Linked DNA regions of Mus musculus: regions 1, 3 and 4 are each linked to region 2. The links are chromatin contacts, called in public promoter capture Hi-C maps. All regions are on one chromosome and are shown on one strand. Each heading gives the region's core, a stretch centred on a gene start, on an enhancer-like site or on the middle of the called end of the contact. The rest is flanking DNA. Distances are from core to core; before and after follow the strand shown. Region 1 holds the start of Ccdc184 (coiled-coil domain containing 184). Region 2 holds the start of Kansl2 (KAT8 regulatory NSL complex subunit 2). Region 3 holds the start of Lmbr1l (limb region 1 like). Region 4 has its middle 15 kb from the start of Gm41398.

Region 1 (3,129 bases), core at 232-2,731, 370 kb before region 2:
CATCTTTGTTTTGGGGAAATCAAATTTCTCACATCTGTCCAATATATGTCTTAAGTTATTTATGTAAACATTCCGACCCTGGGCACTTTAAGATAGTTTAATTTGCTTTTATTTTAACAGTAGCAGTAAGACAGGCATAGATGAATCTGTTCTTTGGTGCCTCAAAAACCTGGCTGGACACTCTTCATCGCCAAGACATACAACCAGGGAAATTAAAAAACACACTTGCAGTTACTGAACTACAGGTGACCAATGACACTCACCCACACTTAATTTTTTATACAGTTAGACAGCACTGTTCATTTACTTCTCCTTCCCAGAGTCTTGTAAACTCAGGGTTTTGACCACTTGGCTTCCTTTTATCAAAGCGATGTCAGCGTGTTATAGCCTACAAGATGACTACCTTCCCAGCCTATGTCGTCTCTAAATATATTATAACCAAATTTTCTTCCTCCTCCTCTTCTCCTGCTCTACCCTCTAAGTAGGGGAAGGAGTTTTCACAAAGGACAGGGGTGGTTAGTGGGCATCTAAAGATGGGAACTAGGGGCGCTGGCCCTAATAATTCACTCAATTGCACTTCGGTCCAGTGTTAACTCAGATTTAGAAACACTATTATTCGGTCCGTCAAGAAAACGATGTCAGCTGAGGTCTCTCAGTCATTAAGGGCTGAAAGGAAATTGTATTCAGGTCTTCTGAAGTCCACTATGTGTGGGCTGGAGAATCCTGGGGAGGAGAATGGTACTTGGTGGCTCTTATTTAAGTAGCTATTCCACAAATACATCATCTGCTCTCTGCGTCTCGGACGCTATTTAAAGCGCTGGGGATTCCGTGATGGAGGGTGCAGGGGAGGGGAATCTGTTGTTATGGAGTTTTCATTCTCGGAATTTAAGTACTTAGCTTCATAATTTTCATACCCCCCCAACCTGGGTAGAAACAGCTGGGTCCCATAAGAGACTGTATCTCACCCTGAGCTTTCTGGAGGGAGGGAAAATTGTTTTTTGTTTTTTTTTTTTTTTTTTTTTTTTTTTTTTTTTTTTTTTTGCTGCAGAAGGGAGAAGCAGATCGGTCGCGCCTCCCTCCGCCTTCCTCTGCACCTCCAAGCCTGGTGCTGCCAGCTCGCCTGGGATTATTAACAATCGCTACCCAGTCCTGTGGGCCGCTGGAGGATGGACCTGGCTCTCCCATGGTCCTCCAAGGAAGGAATGCGGAGAGCGGGTGAAAAGCCCCCCCCCCCCCCCCAGGCAGACGGTCTCTCTCCGGCTTGGGGGTGGGGGTCGTGCAGCAAACTGCTTTCTCATGCTGTCCTATTAAACATTGCAGCCACATGCTCTTTGCAGCTTCTCTGAGGCTACTGCAGCATCCCTGCCCCGCCCGTCAGCCCATACAACAGAGCTTCACTGCAGCTTCGGAACCCTGTTCTCTTTCTTCCTCACTTCCTCGTTGCCATGGAGACACACGTCATTTACGTGCCGTGCGTCGCCTTGGAAACGGGGGAGCATCCGCGGCGCCGCCGGGAGACCCGCCCCTGCCTCTCCAGCCGCACTCGCGGGCACTGCTGGTGGATGGCTGGGGGGAGTCCCGAGACTGACGCGCTGCGGGTCCCCGTCTCGACCCCGAGCCCTCTGCGAGCGCCTCTGTGACCTGTGAGCACTCTTTGTCGGTGATTGCCGGGAGGGCGGCGGGGACATAGGTACCACACTGGAGGCGAGCGGGCAAGCCACTTTTGCCCCCTGGGTAAGCCCGAAGATCCTGGTCCCGGGACCCTAGACAGGTCTTCGATCCATAGACTCTTCTCAGCCCTCCTTGATCCCGCCCGTGTCCTCTGCCTGGGGCCGCTCTCTTCACGTAGGCTCCCCGCCCCTCTAGGGAGCCTAGGTGTCCCTGGGCTCCACCCCGTCCCTCCCGGGACCTCTCCCCCTCCACACCCTTCCCCCACCCTGGAGGCCCGCTGGACACGACCCAGAGCTGCCACCGCCCGCTTCTGCCACTCAATGGAGGACAGTCTGCTGGAGATCATGACCAAGGACGGCGGCGACATGCCAGCGCCTCTGGAGGTGTCCACGGTGCCCGCCGTGGGGGACGTGATCTCTGGGGAGTATAACGGCGGTATGAAGGAACTGATGGAGCACCTGAAGGCCCAGCTGCAGGCCCTGTTTGAGGACGTGAGGGCCATGCGAGGGGCACTGGACGAGCAGGCCTCGCACATCCAGGTTCTGTCGGACGACGTGTGCGCCAACCAGCGGGCTATAGTCTCCATGTGCCAGATTATGACCACTGCGCCCCGCCAGGGAGGCTTGGGCGTGGCCGGCGGCAAGGGGAGCTTCCCAAGTGTTCCCCATGAACCAGAGACACCTTCGCCTGGGATCGAGGACAGCGGCTTGCTGGGTCGTGATCCTGATGAAGACGAGGACGAAGAGGAGAAAGAGACACCTAACCCCGCCACACCCACCAGTCACTGCGAGCTCTCTGAGAGCCCCGGTCTCCTTGGGGAGGATGGGCCACTTGTGGAGCCCCCCGACCTTCCTGACATTACCCTGCTGCAGCTGGAGGGCGAGGCCTCTCTGTGAGGGAGACCCCACCAGGGAACCAACTACCCGCGCTGGCTTTGGGTTTCCAAGTGCTTAACCCGAGGGGACTGAACAGTGCGGTGCAGTGTTCTTCACTTCAAACGTGGTCCTTATAGGTCAGGGAGAGAGACTCCCTCACAGAAGGATTTGTAGAGTCAAGGACTTTGGAAGCATCGCGAATTCCACCCAAGCAGGCATCATAGCAAACTGCAGAAAGGTGAGGTTCCCAGAAAGGACGTGCCCATCTCTGGACTCTCATCTATCCCTTTACCTTGCCCCCTTCCCCTCTTCCTAGGAAACAGGAGGACCATTGAATTATGTAAATAAAATTCTGCTTTTTCTATTCTGAAAAAGGAGTCATCTAGGACTTTGGCAAATAATCTCTATTTACCTAGAAATTAAGGAGTTGGGGTATTCTGTTCTGGCAACAGGAAATTTACCCTTTTCCCCAAACCCAAGATATTCAGTGCTCTGCGGAAACCTCTCCCCCTTACAGATCGCTCTGCAACTGCTGATGGGTAAAGGAAGCTTGAGGAGGGAACTGCGGCCCTAGGAGTCAGGG
Region 2 (2,926 bases), core at 268-2,767:
GGTGGGGTGGGAGGGTTGAGACAGGGTTCTGTTTAGCCCTGGCAATTCTGGAATTCAATGCTTTTACTAGGCTGGCCTGAACTCCCAAGTGCCAGGATTAAAGGCCTGCACCACTGCTGCCAGCATCATCACCTCTGAGCATTTGAGTGTTTTGACCTGCCTCCCAAAGAGTGAATATCCTTAATACCTTTTTTACAAACACACGACCTAAAACTCCGCAGATACGACCAACTCTACACATCATGTTCCCCTTTGCACTTTAAAACTGAAGGCAGGGGACAAGCATGTGGCACCAACATTCTCCCACTCCAGTTCCAGGAGACCCAACGCCCTCCCCTCAAGCATGAACGTGGTACACCAACACACATGCAGGCAAACACCCATACACATGAAAGTTCTTTAAAAAACCATAAAGGGTTGCCAAAACTGTTCCAAGCAAGGGCGAGACTGTCTCAAAAGAGGAGCCGGGGGTGGGGGAGTCTGTGACTCTGCAAGCCTAGCTTAACCTTCTGTCTGTCCTTCCGTACCAGGAGGTACTAAAACCGACTCCAGCAAATTGGCCTCTGACCTCCCCACGTGTCCCTAACCACACAAAACAAACTACCAACGGGAAATAAATGCTTCGAAATGTAATAAAAGTCTAACGGTAGGAGGTTTGGGCGTTGAAGCAGGCTCGGTGATACAACCTGTGCTTGGCGTGCATTGAAAAGTAAGAACGACTCTCGGAGCCCGAAGGCACCCATATAACCCACGCCTCTCCACGTACCCATCTTTCTTCTCGGGCTTTGGGGCAGCACTGGGGCACCTTTTTCCATTCTTCGTCGAGACGTAACTACATTGTTTGAAGGGTGCATTCTTGTCTTCAAGAATGTGCTTAATGCAGAACTCCTGCCCCTCCAGCCGCGGCTGAGAGCACGGGCGGTGAGTGAACGAACAGGAAAGGGGCTCCTGCGACCTGGGCACTGGGGTGATCCTCCCCCGATTCGTTGGCAAGACGTGAATCCGAATCCTGTTCATGCCAAAACCTGCGGGGAGGGCGGTCACACGACAGATCGAAACGGCCTTAGCCCGGCCACGAGTCCTGGTTGCGTGCTCCCGCGGCCGCCCTCCAGCCTCCCGTCACCGACCCGCCCGCCGCCCGGGCCCCTACCACGTTGGCCGAATCTCCGCAGCAGCAGACCGGAAGCGCGGCGCCTGTCCCACGCGGCACCACTGCAACGGCGCGGCACGCCCCGCCCCCACGCCCCGGCTCGCCGCCTTTGTCCCTGGCCGCCTCAGCGCTCACAGCCCCGACCCGAGCGCCTTGGCCGTCGTCCTACAAGCGCCATCTTGTCCCACGGCTCCCGGCACCGGAGAACCTGGCTCCCCGAAAGCCTAGCAACCAGAGAGGCTCCAACGCTGCAGGAGACGACGTGCCGCGCTGAGCTGACAGAGAAGGCGAGCAGCGCCTAACAGCAAAGGAGAAGCGCCCGGCACGGCGCCATCTTACCTCCCCCACCGCGCGGCACCGCGCAGCTTGCCCTCTGGCTGCTCCGCCTGCTCGGAACGCGACCCTAGACGCTGATTGGTTGCTGCGCTGAGGGTGCTGTGCTCCTATTGGTCAGAACTAACACTAGCCTGTGGAGGGCGGGACAGTGAGAGACTCCACAACGGGAGTGGCTGAAGTGAAGTGTCTGTCAGAAACTCGGCCGGTGAGTGGGCCGTCGGAAAGGCGGGCCACCGCCAGTCGCCGGATTCGGATATTTTTCCATCTGAAGGGTTCGTCTTCTGGTGGCAGTAGTCTCCAGTCTTCTCGGGCAGCTACTTCTTTACCGTCCCTACACAGCAGAAGAGTAGACATTGGGGTGGCTGGAGAAATGGCACCGACTGCTCTTCTAGAGATCCTGAGTTCAATTCCCAGCAACCACATGGTGGCTCACAACCAACTCTAACGGGATCCGATGCCCTCTTCTGCAGTGTCAGAAGACAGGGACAGTGTACTCATATGAATAAATCTTAAAAAAAAGAAAAGAAAAAAAGTGGACGGTGGCTGACCGTGTTTTCTGTTTACACATGAAAAGGTTTTATTAGTTTTCTATGGTGACCAACCAGTTCATTTAATTTTTTTTTCTTGGTCATTTCATGTAAACACTCGAACTCTTTCTATCTCATGAATCATATATATGTACTAATTAATTTTTGTAGAGCAGCCCTAAGAGGTAGACATTATTTTTTAGGTAGACATTATTTACAGATAAAGTGATGGAAAATCAAAATGACTTCTGGCATAGCGCATGCTTCTCAACGCCCTGCCGAATAGTGTATTATAGAAACAGGCTATTCCGTTTTCACGATTCTTTAAAGATTCCAACCACACCTATAGAAATCCGATGGCTCTCTGCCTTATTCTCTTCTTCTTCTCCCCCCCCCCCCGCCCCCCTTTGGAGACAGGGTTTCTCTGTGCAGCCCTGGCTGGCCTCGAACTCAGAAATCCGCCTGCCTCTGCCTCCCAACTTATTCTCTTAAGAGAGTATCTCCCACTTGGTAGTGGTGGCAGACTCCTTTAACCCCAGCACTGGGGGGGGGGGGGGGGGGGGGAAGAGTAGAAGCAGGCAGATCTCCGAGTTCGAGGCTAACTTGGTTTACAAAGCCAGTTCCAGGACAGCCAGGGCTGCACAGAGAAACCGTGTCTCAAAAACAAAAGATGAAAAAGCCACCAGGTACGGTTACGGTAGGTAGCACACACCAGTAATCTGAACACTGTGGAGAGAGGCAAGGGGGTCTCTGTGGTCAAAGACAGGATCTGGACTTGTCTCACTGAACCTGGAGTGCACCATTTTTAAAAACTTATTTGTGCCCGGCATGGTGGCGCACATGCCTTTAATCCCAGCACTCGGGAGGCAGAGGCAGGCAGATTTCTGAGTTCGAGGCCAGCCTGGTCTACAGA
Region 3 (3,188 bases), core at 400-2,899, 380 kb after region 2:
CGTTCACTTGCCCCTGGCTGGAGCTGATGTCCTAAGCTAATGGCTTAGGAGGCAGAAACACATACTGAGCAGTTTCTTCGGCCTCATCCCTCCAGGTGGTCAGTATCTTATAAGGCCTGGATGTGCCCCCCCCTGGCCCCCCACCGTGATATGCCCAATCCCCAATGTGTACCTCTCCCAAGGAACACAGAAGAGATGCTACCCGACTCTTATCCTGGGGCTAGATACTCGTATGCCCTCATTGGTAAGGGCAGACCTAGTCCCCTTTACCGTTTCTTCAATCTAAGCATGCCAAGGGGTAGCCTAAAGCTCAGCCTGAGAAAAATGAAGAAAGACACCATCTGAGCCCTCCCCTTTATTCAGTAAGATCTCCTTCCACTCCTCCAAACCCTTCCCTTTTCATTTAGTATGTGCAGAGCTCTCTGGGAAAACAAAACAAAATAAAACAAAAAAACCCAGCAGACAAAGAGATTATCATTCAAAGCAGGCCCAAGGAAAATAGATTTCCCTAAGTCCCACGGGTGCTCCTACCCTAGAGTAGTACACTGCCGTATGGAAAGTTCAACTGCAATTCTAGATTAATGCTTAAAGAATAAGAAATACAGGCTAGATGCGCTCAGGATCACTGCGGACCCGGGACCCTCCCACCCCCACCCCACCCCACCCCACCCCACCCACACATGAGAACTCACACGGGATGGCTGGAAACCCAGTCTGAGTGTCAAACAAATTATCCGGAAGTCGTGCGGGGTGTGTGTCATTGTATTGGCTTGTGTTTGGCATGCTGCATGCCAGAGGCCCAGGATTCAATCACAGAAGGAATGAAAACAACCACTACTACAGGGGAGAGAAAACAGGCGGGGAAACCTCGGTGTTCCTCCATCTCCACTTCTTACAACCCCATCTCGTCGGACAGGACTTCTTTCTTCCTTAGTGGGAGGACCCACTACAGCTCCCACTTTTCCTTCGCCCCTCGCGCCACCATCGCATGTCCCCGGTTAACTGCTCAATGTGACCGAGTCTCCCTTCATTTCAACATCAACCATGGTTGCCCTTCATCTACTTTTAAGGGGGAACACGCACACTAACTTGTCCCGAAGCAAATCCATCCTTTTCCAGAGGATCAAACGCTCCACACTAGAGGACCCCCATCGCCAGGAACGCCCACGGGGGTGGAGTAGAAGGGGCGGGGGGAGGGGCGAGCGGCCGAGGAACGGAAACCCGGCGGCTTTGTTTACGGCTCAGGGACCCAGCCGACCCGACCGGGAGTTCACCGGCCCGGCCCCGGCGCTCGCAGGGGTCGAGGTGCTCCGGAGCCCAGGCAGCTGGACTTCCCGTCTCCATCGCGGCGCGCCCCTCCCACCTCGGCCCGGCCCCTTCCCGCCCAGGTCCCGGACTCACGATGCACTCGCGGACCCTGTCGTGGAACAGCTGTTCTCGCACGGATAGCACTTCGTAGTCAGCTGCTTCCATACTCTGCTCAGCATGACTGGGGCGGGGGTGTCTCCGGGCCCGGGGAGGACGAGCGGGGATGAGGCCGCCGCCGCCCGCCAAGCACCCGGACCCAGCCTAAGCGCCTCTCCTCGCTGCCCGTGACGGAAACTCAAGGTAATCTGGGGCTCAGATTCTGCGGTCGGACGCCCCGCCCTTAAAGGGGCAGGCCCCAGCCCGCCTAGTCTTAAAGGGCTCGGGTCCCCCTCGGTCCCCTCCCCTTTAAGGTGGGGTCACTCGCAAGCACGTTTCAACGCAAGTACCCGCCGCCCGGCTACGCGGAAGTGCCAGGCTTGGTGCCCAGTGACGACACAAGGCCTGGGCGGGTTTCTTCAGAGGAGCGGAACTTACTGGTTCCTCGTAGACTGTCGGTCATCGCTAGGAGTGCGCTGATAGGACATTCTGGGAAAGGAGGCGGGATGTTTTTGGCCTGTCGAAGCTGTTCTAAAACTAAGAGTCCTTGTGGTCCACGGCTGAGATGTGAGGGTTGGTTCCAGGATGTGTATCCGTCAGGATTTTAGTTTAAACGAATAAGGTTGGGATCAGGTCAGCCCGTCGAGAAGATGTAAGCACCACGGGGTCTTCTGAAGGGACGGCTGCCTGTAACCCAAAGGTCCATAGCGTTTTCTTTTCTTTTTCTTTATTTTTATTTTTGGTTTTTCGAGATAGGGTTTCTCTGTGTAGCCCTGGCTGTCCTGGATCTCACTCTGTAGACCAGGCTGGTCTCGAACTCAGAAATCCGCCTGCCTCTGCCTCCCAAGTGCTGGGATTAGTGGCTTGTGCCACCACTGCCCGATGCGTTTTTTTATTTGTTATTGGAGTTTCCCTGCCACTCCAGACAGCTTTCACACAGTTATTTTTGTGGAAGGCCTAGGGTATTAGAGAACAAATAGTTAAAAAACAAACCACAACAAAAACAAAAAAACAGGAGACTTTTTAAAAATGTCATGAAACTTTTGTTTTGTTGAGACAGGTCTTGCGATGCAAACCAGGCTACCCTTGAATTCTCAGCTTCCTAGTTGATTGCATGTATTACCAGGCCCAGGCTATCCCGAAACTGAGGAAATATCCCAGGGAATATTGGTGAGTGGGTTGAGTAAAACATTAACTCCCAAACATTAACTCCCTGCTATGTGCTGTTCTCTTTATAGCCTTTATCTAATTTTAATGTTTTAACATTTTAACGTTTTAACGTTTTAATTTGAAACTAGAAAATAGAGGTTGGCCCAGTCCTACTTTGAGATTCAGAAACCATCTGGGCATTGTGGCACACGTCTTTTAATTCAGCACTAGGAAGGCAGAAGCAGGTGGATCTATAAATTCATGGCCAGTCTGCCCTTTACATAATGTTTTAGGACAACCAGAGTAACATGGTGAGAATTTGTCTCAAAAACAAAATAAATACATCCCGTGTATACATTTATGTTTATATAGTTGGCCCTCTGCATTGTTGGGTTCTACATCTGTGGGTTCAGCTAATCTCAAACACAAAGCAAAAACCATTTGGGAGGGGTAGCTATAGAGATGGCTCAGTTGGTAACAGGAGAAGGACCTAAGTTCCATTCCTAGCACCCACAATTAATGAGTAGTGCAGGCTGGTGAACCCGGGGAGGTGTGGACGGGAGGATCCCTAGGGTCTGCTGACTAGACTAGTCAGCGAACCCTATTCATGTAGCCCCAAGTCCTAATGAGAGACC
Region 4 (3,025 bases), core at 447-2,946, 470 kb after region 2:
GCGTGTGCCACCATGCCCAGCTTAATTATGTATATTGTGTGGGTACAGGTGCTCTTGGAGGCCAGAGGCAGATCTGCCTGAAACTGGAAGAGCACAAGGGTATCTGCTACCTAACAGGGTTGCTGGGAACTGCATTCAGGTACTATGAAAGAGCAGTAAGTGCTAACAACTGTTGAGCCAACTCCCCAGCTCCTAAAAATAAGTCTTTAAAAATAAAATTGAGGGTGGGGGGTTGGAGAGATGGCCCAGCTGTCAAGAGCACTGACTGCTCTTCCAGAGGTCCTGAGTTCAATTCCCAGCAACCACATGGTGGCTCACAACCATCTGCAATGGGATCCAATGCCCTCTTCTGGTGTGTATCTGAAGATAGCTACAGTGTACTCACATATATAAAATATAAAAGTGGGTGGGGTAGCAGCATGGGCCTTTAATCCCAGCACTCGGGAGGCAGAAGCAGGCAGATGATTCTGAAGACCAGGTCAGCCTGGTCTTCATAGCAAGTTCTAGTCCAGCCAGGGATACATAGTGAGACTCTGTAATAATAAAATTAAATTGAAATTAAAAAAGAAGCCAGGCACAGTGACTCATGCCTATAATTCTATCACTTAGGAAGCTGAGGCAGGGGGCTGGAGAGATGGCTCAACAGTTAAGAGCATTGGCTGATCTTCCAGAGGTCCTGAGTTCAATTCCCAACAACCACATGGTGTCTCACAGCCACCCATAATGAGATCTGATGCACTTTTCTGGTGTGTGTCTGAAGACAGCTACAGTGTACTCGTGTAAATAAAAATAAATAAATAATATTTTTAAAAAAGGAAGCTGAGGCAGGAGAATTGCCACAACTTTGAGGTCATACTAGATGACATAGCGTATTCTAAGTCAGTCTGGACGACAGAGACTTTATCTAACCAAAACACAAACAAACAAAAGAAAACAAAGCACTGAATGCAGTTGACACCTGCAATCCCAAAACTTGTGAGGTAGAGTCAGGAAGATCAAAAGTTTAAAGTCATTTTGGGCTACATAGTAACCGCCAGAATTGGCTCCATGAAACCCTGTCTGAAAACAAACAAATGTATGTGTGTGTGTGTGTGTGTGTGTGTGTGTGTGTGTGTGTACATGTGCACACGTGTGCCAGTGTATGTTTTATTCTGAGGAAACTAGTTTTGCATTTCAAATTGTGAACCCTAAAGGAGATAGCTAATGTCTTTCTTTTATGTTTCCCTCGTATTAACTCCGTATAAATGGGTTTTTTGTTGTTGTTGTTTTGTTTTGTTTTTTGTTTTTTCGAGACAGGGCTGTAGTCCTGGCTGTCTTGGAACTCACTTTGTAGACCAGGCTGGCCTCGAACTCAGAAATCTGCCTGCCTCTGCCTCTGCCTCCCGAGTGCTGGGATTAAAGTAGTGCGCCACCACGCCCGGCTTCGTATAGAAGTCTTGAGTTGAAGCAAGCAGTTTGTTGACCTTGAGTAGAACTGAGCTTCTCTTCTGTCGCGCCTCCGGAGCCTCTGTTGGAGCACAGCTGCAGAAGCGAAGCAGGGCTCTTCAGGGCTCTTCAGGGCTCTTGACACCTCACCCTCTCTCAGCCCCAGCTGTGGCCACAGAGAAGCCGTAACCAGGATGTTTTTTCCTCTCTGCTTTTCTGGACTTCTCTGATTTGCTGACTTGAAAGACTTTATGACTAGAACAAGCCACACCCACAGGAGCTGCCTACCACTCTCTTCCTGATACCTAAACCCTTCTCTGCAACACTCTTCAGAGCTTCCTATAAAAGGCTCAGCAACTGAACTCAGAATTCAGATATTTGTGCTTGGCAACAAGCAAGGGAAAATTCTTTAGAGATGACCTTTCCCTCGACCTTCAGCTTGTTCTATAATAGGGCTTTGAGAGTTTGTGACTATTCTCTGAAAAGTATAAAGAAGATTGATGTTTTGTTTTTGTAAGATTTATTTATTTTATGTATGTGAGTACACTGTAGCTATCTTCAGACACACCAGAGGAGGGCACCAGACCCCATTACAGATGTTTGTGAGCCACCATGTGGTTGCTGGGAATTGCACTCAGGACCTCTGGAAGAGCAGTCAGTGCTCTTAACCGCTGAGCCATCTCTCCAGCCTTAGATTGAAGTGTTAAGATCCCAGAGATAAGCGATTTTGGTGGAAAGATCACTTGAGGCAGGAGTTCAGGAACTGAGCTGCATAGATCAGTCATCCATCAAACAAACAAACAATATCACAGATCCCTGAGCCAGATGTTCCGTGTAATCCTACCTACTTGGGCTGCTGAGGCAAGAGGTTCACACGTTCAAGGCCTACCTGGGTTATCAGTAAGTGTATATTCAGTCAGGACAGCTTGTTGAGAACCTGTTTCAAAATAAAAAGTTAAGGGCTGGAGAGATGGCTCAGTAGTTAAGAGCACTGACTGCTCTTCAAGAGGTCTTGAGTTCAATTCCCAGCAACCACATGGTGGCTCACAAGCATCTGTAATGGGATCTGGTGCCCCCTTCTGGTGTGTCTGAAGACAGCTACAGTGTACTCATATGAATAAAAAAAAAAGTTAAGGGCTAGAGAGAGATGGCTCAGTGGTTAAGAGCACTGACTGCTCTTCCGAAGGTCCTGAGTTCAAATCCCAGCAATCACATGGTGACTCACAACCATCTGTAATGAGAGCTGACACCACCTTCTTCTGGTGTGTCTGAAGACAGCTACAGTGTACTTATACATAATAATAAATAAATCTTTAAAAATAAATAGAAGTGAAAAAAGAGTTTGCTAGCAAATGTCTTTAGTCCCAGCACTTGGCAGAGGCAGGCAGATCTCTGTCGGAGAGATGGCTGCTGGGGGTAAAGGTGCTTACTTGCTATGGAGCCTGCTTGAGTCTTAAGATCCTCGTGGTGGAAGGAGAGAACTGACTCCTGCAAGTTGTCCTGTGACTGTCACACTCAAGTCATGAACACACACCACACACCCAAATAAATACACAAATGTTTAAAAAGCAGAAAGGCCAGGGACAGAATGGCTTAGCGG

Evidence for each region. Promoter capture Hi-C pulls out the DNA fragments that hold promoters and counts their contacts. Capture Hi-C pulls out chosen DNA fragments and counts their contacts.
Region 1: a contact with region 2 is called in a promoter capture Hi-C map of pancreatic islet. The contact joins the promoter of Ccdc184 here to the promoter of Kansl2 in region 2. A contact is called at or near these places in 11 of 39 promoter capture datasets (the 3T3-L1 cell line, the C10 cell line, cranial neural crest and 7 more), 1 of 484 Hi-C or Micro-C datasets (cerebellar granule neurons), 2 of 115 datasets of contacts at active chromatin or transcription factors (bone marrow-derived macrophages and pro-B cells) and 2 of 9 other capture datasets (embryonic stem cells and pancreatic islet).
Region 3: a contact with region 2 is called in a promoter capture Hi-C map of erythroid cells, with 3 times the contacts expected there. The contact joins the promoter of Lmbr1l here to the promoter of Kansl2 in region 2. A contact is called at or near these places in 1 of 39 promoter capture datasets (erythroid cells) and 1 of 15 datasets of contacts at CTCF or cohesin (the NIH/3T3 cell line).
Region 4: a promoter capture Hi-C map of the HPC-7 cell line shows a contact between it and region 2. The contact joins the enhancer-like site here to the promoter of Kansl2 in region 2. A contact is called at or near these places in 3 of 39 promoter capture datasets (the HPC-7 cell line, cranial neural crest and pre-B cells), 3 of 115 datasets of contacts at active chromatin or transcription factors (acute myeloid leukemia and embryonic stem cells) and 1 of 9 other capture datasets (liver).

Annotation. Positions count from the first base shown.
Region 1 is chr15:98,166,325-98,169,453 of GRCm38.p6, forward strand. It overlaps Ccdc184 (coiled-coil domain containing 184), which reads left to right and starts at 1,482. Exons shown (of 1, transcript NM_177716.3): 1 at 1,482-3,129. The coding sequence starts at 1,992. The coding sequence ends at 2,567.
Region 2 is chr15:98,532,752-98,535,677 of GRCm38.p6, forward strand. It overlaps Kansl2 (KAT8 regulatory NSL complex subunit 2), which reads right to left and starts at 1,518. Exons shown (of 10, transcript NM_133714.5): 1 at 1,151-1,518; 2 at 767-1,025. The coding sequence starts at 1,017.
Region 3 is chr15:98,916,449-98,919,636 of GRCm38.p6, forward strand. It overlaps Lmbr1l (limb region 1 like), which reads right to left and starts at 1,650. Exons shown (of 17, transcript NM_029098.3): 1 at 1,402-1,650. The coding sequence starts at 1,473. It overlaps Gm41396 (a long non-coding RNA gene), which reads left to right and starts at 1,521. Exons shown (of 5, transcript XR_001781764.2): 1 at 1,521-1,608; 2 at 2,465-2,574.
Region 4 is chr15:99,007,350-99,010,374 of GRCm38.p6, forward strand. No RefSeq gene overlaps it. Among named protein-coding and RNA genes, the nearest start is that of Gm41398, 15 kb to the right of the region's middle. Within about 2 kb of position 1,697, at least 91 of the 459 cell types and tissues checked have an H3K27ac peak or open chromatin away from gene starts, as enhancers often do. A contact at or near this core is called in the HPC-7 cell line and acute myeloid leukemia, where this site is marked.